Linked DNA regions of Mus musculus: region 1 is linked to region 2. Evidence: chromatin contacts called from public HiChIP or PLAC-seq data. All regions are on one chromosome and are shown on one strand. Each heading gives the region's core, a stretch centred on a gene start, on an enhancer-like site or on the middle of the called end of the contact. The rest is flanking DNA. Distances are from core to core; before and after follow the strand shown.

Evidence for each region. HiChIP or PLAC-seq counts read pairs in DNA pulled down with a chosen protein or histone mark.
Region 1: a contact with region 2 is called in an H3K27ac HiChIP or PLAC-seq map of regulatory T cells, with 4 times the contacts expected there. The contact joins the enhancer-like site here to the promoter of 4732490B19Rik in region 2. A contact is called at or near these places in 3 of 39 promoter capture datasets (3T3-L1-derived adipocytes, liver and stem cell-derived epiblast-like cells), 1 of 484 Hi-C or Micro-C datasets (cerebral cortex) and 1 of 115 datasets of contacts at active chromatin or transcription factors (regulatory T cells).

Annotation. Positions count from the first base shown.
Region 1 is chr11:113,333,666-113,336,365 of GRCm38.p6, reverse strand. The region is part of intron 6 of Slc39a11 (solute carrier family 39 (metal ion transporter), member 11); the gene reads left to right. Among named protein-coding and RNA genes, the nearest start is that of Gm51926, 5.7 kb to the left of the region's middle. Within about 2 kb of position 1,300, at least 42 of the 459 cell types and tissues checked have an H3K27ac peak or open chromatin away from gene starts, as enhancers often do. A contact at or near this core is called in cerebral cortex and regulatory T cells, where this site is marked.
Region 2 is chr11:113,208,263-113,210,962 of GRCm38.p6, reverse strand. It overlaps 4732490B19Rik (RIKEN cDNA 4732490B19 gene), which reads left to right and starts at 1,294. Exons shown (of 4, transcript NR_040276.1): 1 at 1,294-1,566; 2 at 1,769-1,977.

The DNA of each region.
Region 1 (2,700 bases), core at 51-2,550, 130 kb before region 2:
CCGGGGACCCCTGTCATACACCCGCAGGTCACTTTCCCTAGCATCTTCACCTCCCATCTGGATACGTATCTCATCTCCTCCCTTTGTGGGAAGAAGGGGTCCGTGACAGATGTAGAAATCACTGTGTAAACTCCTGGCCATCGAGGAATGTCCTGGGTGCCTTCTAGTCATGCAAAGCACCTCAGATCCCATCCTGAATTTTCTACCGCTTGGAAGCAGTTGAACGTTGGGGGGCATGTTGAGGGGCCTCATCCTGGTATCTAGAGCAGCTTCTCTATCTTGATGGAAAGACAGGATGTGAGGTCTAAAATAAGACATGTGTAGGAGGGCATATAGCACATTTGCCTTGGAAATCGGATTATATTTACAGTAAGATAAGAAGATAAATGTAAAATTCCATTGGCATGGGCTGTGGGGCGATTGCATGGAAGTGCCAGGATCGAAGGCATCTGCAGTTACAGTGTTAGCTAAGAATAGAACGTTCCATGGGCTCTTCTGATGCATTCCCAGTCTTTGTTGAGGCTCTCCATATGCTTATGCATAGGGTAGGGTGACGCTTCCATCAGATTCTGGCTCCCAGCCCCTGCCTCCTATTTTTCCATCTACAAGATTATACCCCATGGTCCCTGCTCATGTCCATGTGCTTATAGGGGTGGTATATATGCATAAGTGTGTGTGTGAGGGTGGAGGTACATGTTGGCCGTGGGGACCTTGGCTGTCACTCTTCGGCTGCTGGTGGTCCATCTTGTTTGGAGCAGACTCTCGGGAGCCTGGAGCTTGCTGATTGGCTAGCTCTAGGGATCTTCTGGGCATCTCCTCCCAAATACTGGGGTTATAGATATGTTCTACTGCATCTAGACTTTTAAAGCGTGGGTTCCGAGGGATTGGATCCATGTGCTTTGTTGTCTGAGCCATTTCTCTAACTCAGGAACTTGTGTTTCTTGGGGTGCATGTTAAATGGTCCTGTGACACATAGTGGCTTTTGTAAGACAGAAGAGTGTTTGTGGCCCGTGAGTCTAAGGGCTTCATTCTAGCTGCAAGGGAGGCAGGGTGGGAGCTTTTCTTTAACAGTCCTTGTCCCGCTAAAACTCCATTCCCGGGAAAGGGAGGCAGAACGGCTGAAGCGGGACCCAGTCTCCCATATGCCGATGTTACTAGGATGCACACAGCCAAGTACCTGACAAGCAGCGACTTGAAAGTTTAACCAGCTCTCAGCTTTAAAGGGCAGGGCAGGGAAGGGGGCGAGGGTGAGCACGGGGCTGCTTGCTCACATCTGGACAGATCAGGAAGCAGAGACAAGACAGACAAGACAGGAAGTGAGGCTGGACTATAAACCCCAAAGTCCCGTCCCCACCCTCCACCAGTGACCCACTTCCTCCAGTGAAATTCTACCTCCTAAAGATTTCAAAGCCTCCCAAATCAGCTCCCTGAGCTGGGGATGGGGGGTGGGGTGGGGGTGGGCGTGTTCATATGTGAGAGCACAGGAGCCTGAGAGAGGCATTTGGCATTGGATCCATAACATGAGTTATCTGATAGGGCAGAGGCAACAGAGAGTAGGCAGAACTTGGCTGTTGATTGGCAGGAGGAGCAGGAGAGAAGGGTAATAAATCACTCCTCCCCTCTTCCAGCTTAGGAAACCAACGCTGGTCTCAGGGGAAGCAGGAAGTACTTAATAAAGGAAGTAAAGGAGTGGAGAAGAGGTCTGTGGTTGGGACGCGTTGCTAAGAGCCCCCGAATGCTTCCCTGGGGGAAGTAGTCAGCTCTTGAACTTGGCACACCGCAGGAAGGACCTGGCCAGTGACATGGGGAGAGGCAGCCTGGGCTGGCTTAGTAGAAGGCCTTCCCACACAGCCCTGACTGTGCTCCCTCCTTGGCTGTCTTCATCCACTTAGCATATTATAGCAAACACCATTACATTCCACGCCTCAGGAAAAACAGACACGACTCCTCGCGGCTCCGGAGGCCCAGGTGACCAAGACACGGGAGGCAGCAGATTCAATGTCTGGTTCATGCCTGACATTTTTGCTGTGTCTTCACAGGACGGGAGGGACTGTTGGGTTCCCTTAGGCCACTTTTAGGAAGGTGCTAAACTCATTCCTGAGAGCCCCATGCTCCAATCAAATCACCCCTTAGACCCACCTCTTGATAGCTTCACGGTGGGGCTTAGAATTCCAGGGTGTGAATGTGGAGAGGAGACCACCCATTCAGCCCGCTGCACCGTCCTCCTGACACTCTGTTCCAGCCCCAGGCTGTGTGTGGTCCAACTGAGCTTCTCCCCTTCAATCGAGAAGCCATACCTTCTGATGATGCTCATCTCTGAGTGGCAGCTCTTTGAAGAGCCCTTCTCCTCCCCTAGTCAGCTCCTACACATCCCTTTCCATCCAACTCGAGAGCCACATCCCATCAGGAGAACCTTCATGACAAGGACCACGTCTCACCCGATTTTAGTTCCCAACACAGCGGAACAGAAGGACACAGGGCCCTCCCGAGTCTGAGGGACCTCCTTGGAAGCACAGGGTTTTCTCTGGGAAGAAGAAATGAATGCCGGGTTTAACAAAACAAAAGCTGGCTGCAGTATCCACAGGCAGAGAGGCAGCAGGTGGCAGGTTCTTGTGAAAGGGTCTAGTTACCCTGGTGCTATAGAGTGACACACTGGAGCTCAGCATGCTGCGGGGCGGGTTACACTCATCCCACTGTGAG
Region 2 (2,700 bases), core at 45-2,544:
ATCTTTATGTACCTCATGCAGACTCTATCTGCTTCCCAGTTCTGTGGGGCTTGGAGAAGATGGACAGGCTATACCCACTAGCTTGTAGCTTGTCATAGTTGGTCTTGACTGTATTATACAGATTGCATAGGGCCTCTTTCATGTAAGTAGCCTTTTGAGCATACACTCCATTCATTACCCTTCCCATGAGTCCCCCTTACTTCCTAGACAGACCAGCTTCTATTTTCATGACATCCATCTATCTATCTATCTATCTATCTATCTATCTATCTATCTAACTATTTATCTATCTATATATATATCTGATTTTATGTGTATATAATGTCTAAGATCTACAAATGAGACCATGTGCAATTGTCTTGCTGAGACCGACTTAATCCGCTTAAAATATTCTCTCCAGTTGTAGCCATTTTCCTGCAAATGACATATCTCCATTCTTCGTGGCTGCACAAGAATTTCATTGTGTAGATGTCCTTCGTTCTTCTTGGCCGTTGCTCTGTCACTTGACATCTGTGTTGTTCCTGCAACTCAGCTGTTGTGAAGGACTCTGCAGTCAACTCGGGTGTGTGAGCATCTCTGCAACACGTTGACATTCAGTGCTTCTTGGCAAGAGCTGAGCCCCCGAGTCCCTTAAGTTCTGTGGCAGCCCATCAATCCCATGGCGTCTACACTCACCTCTGCTGAGGTGGGATTCGCCTGAAGAATGTCTTGTCTTGGAATATAGCTCTATTCCTGGCATGCTCATGGCTGGACTCTTGTCTTCCCAGGAGCAACAACTCAACTGAAAATGACACAATCATCATTTCTATTTAAATCCACTGTTGGATGATATATTCTTACCATGGCTACTTAAGGAGGCTGGCTAGCATTACTGCAGTAGGTGCCCTGGCTTCCATGCCTGCTGAAATCATTGGATGCATCTTATCCTTAGCTTCCAGGAAAGGAAAATAAGTGTCTGCCAAGCTCTGGCATGTCCCAATCCCCTTGATACTCTGTGTTCCTCCCCCGGCAGCTTCCTGTCCAGGATCCTGCCAGCCAGATGGGGGAGGGCAGCTCAAGCAGTGGGTCTGTGAGCTAAGGGGGAGGATGGTCTTTGATATCCCCCTCCCTTATCCTATTCTTAGGTAACCAGACCAATGTCTTTAAACTGAAGGCTTCACCCATTATGAGACAGATTATCATGAAGATCTCGGTGTACAGCTTCCTGGCATCAGGACTTTACCTGTTGATGGATTTGGAGAGAGTTATCGTCAGCGCTGGGCATGGAGCCCAAGGCTGGGCAGGAAGTATATCAACAACCTGGGGCTCATTGTTTCTATGGGGCATCTACAGAGCTGCTGACCTCTGCCAAAAGGCCAGAGGCTGATCCCTCACTCCAGGGAGACCTGCAGTGGTGCCATACTCGCAGACTCCAGCATGCCGGCTTAGCTCAGGACTGTCGGGTTGAACCAAATGCCACCATTTCCTACCTCTAGAGAACCAGAACCGGGGTGGCAGAGCAACCCTACTATCAGCTGGGCTACGCTAGCACTTCCAGGCTGCTGCTGCCTCCCTCTCTGACCTCGGGTGAGTCATTTACTCTGCCGCATACACGAATTCCCCAAGAACGTGCCTTTTGTTTCTAGGCTAAAGGTCCTATTTATATTGCTTCTCCCAGCTCCGGGCTTGGAGTGAGTGAAGGAGCGAGTGGGTAGGTAAATGAATGAACGGAGATGTGGCAGTTCGTTTAATGTCTACCAACTGTGACAGACTTATGTCCCCTTTGTAGATTTGTGCACCAGGCTAAGGTCCCATTTTCCCTAAGGGAAGCCAGACTCTCTTCACTAAGGATTGACCGAGACCTTGCATCTGGCCTCTTCTTCCTTCTTCTCTCCTGGACCTTCATTGGCAGAGAGTCACCTCTCCAGCCTGTGGGGCTTGACCACTGAGGAGGCAGATGAAATCTGCACGCTTCTCCCTTGTCTGTCGCCACCAGAGGTAAAGGCTGCTTCCGCTTCCTGCCCACATGAATGACGTTGGGTTTCTCTACCTCTCGAAGCCAGGGTCCTGGTTTGTGGGGAGGGAGGGTATAGGTGGGGTGGGCAGACAGGCTTGGCTTATGCACGTTGTCCACCATTAGCTTCCGTTCAGCTACTCTGCCCTCGGTCCTCAGTTCTCTTCAAGTCCTTCCACATCCTTGGTGGAGGAGAGAGAGCTTTTGGTTTTGGATGAGGTAAGTGAGGTGTCTGGTTTCCGGTTTCGGGACCTCCAGAAAAACAAACCCTTGGTATTCCGGTGTTCCAAGGAGAGGTTCAGTAGGTGCCGCCTCCCTGGCGAGTGGGAGGGGTTAGGATTGAGGCCTTGGCATTCCGCCCCGCCCCTTCCCGCCCTTGCACTGTTCGATTACACCACTCATACATCTGAGCTGCGCCCTGGAGCTGGAAAAAAAAAATGAACTTAAGGAGAAAGGAGGGCACCTGAGGTGACTGACCCAGCTGTCATCTTTAGTAATATTTGCATTATAGAGCTTCTTTCATCATCTGGGTAGGGCCTCCTTAGGCATGGCCATATTTTATTTAGTTCATCTGTAAAATAAAGAAGGCGTGAATCACCCCCCCACGCCCCCCCCCCCCCCCCCCCCCCGTCCTTCATCCTCTTGGATCGGCATCCCGGGTGCCAGATGAAGTATTTTCAAGAGAAAATGGAAGTCTCAGGGACATG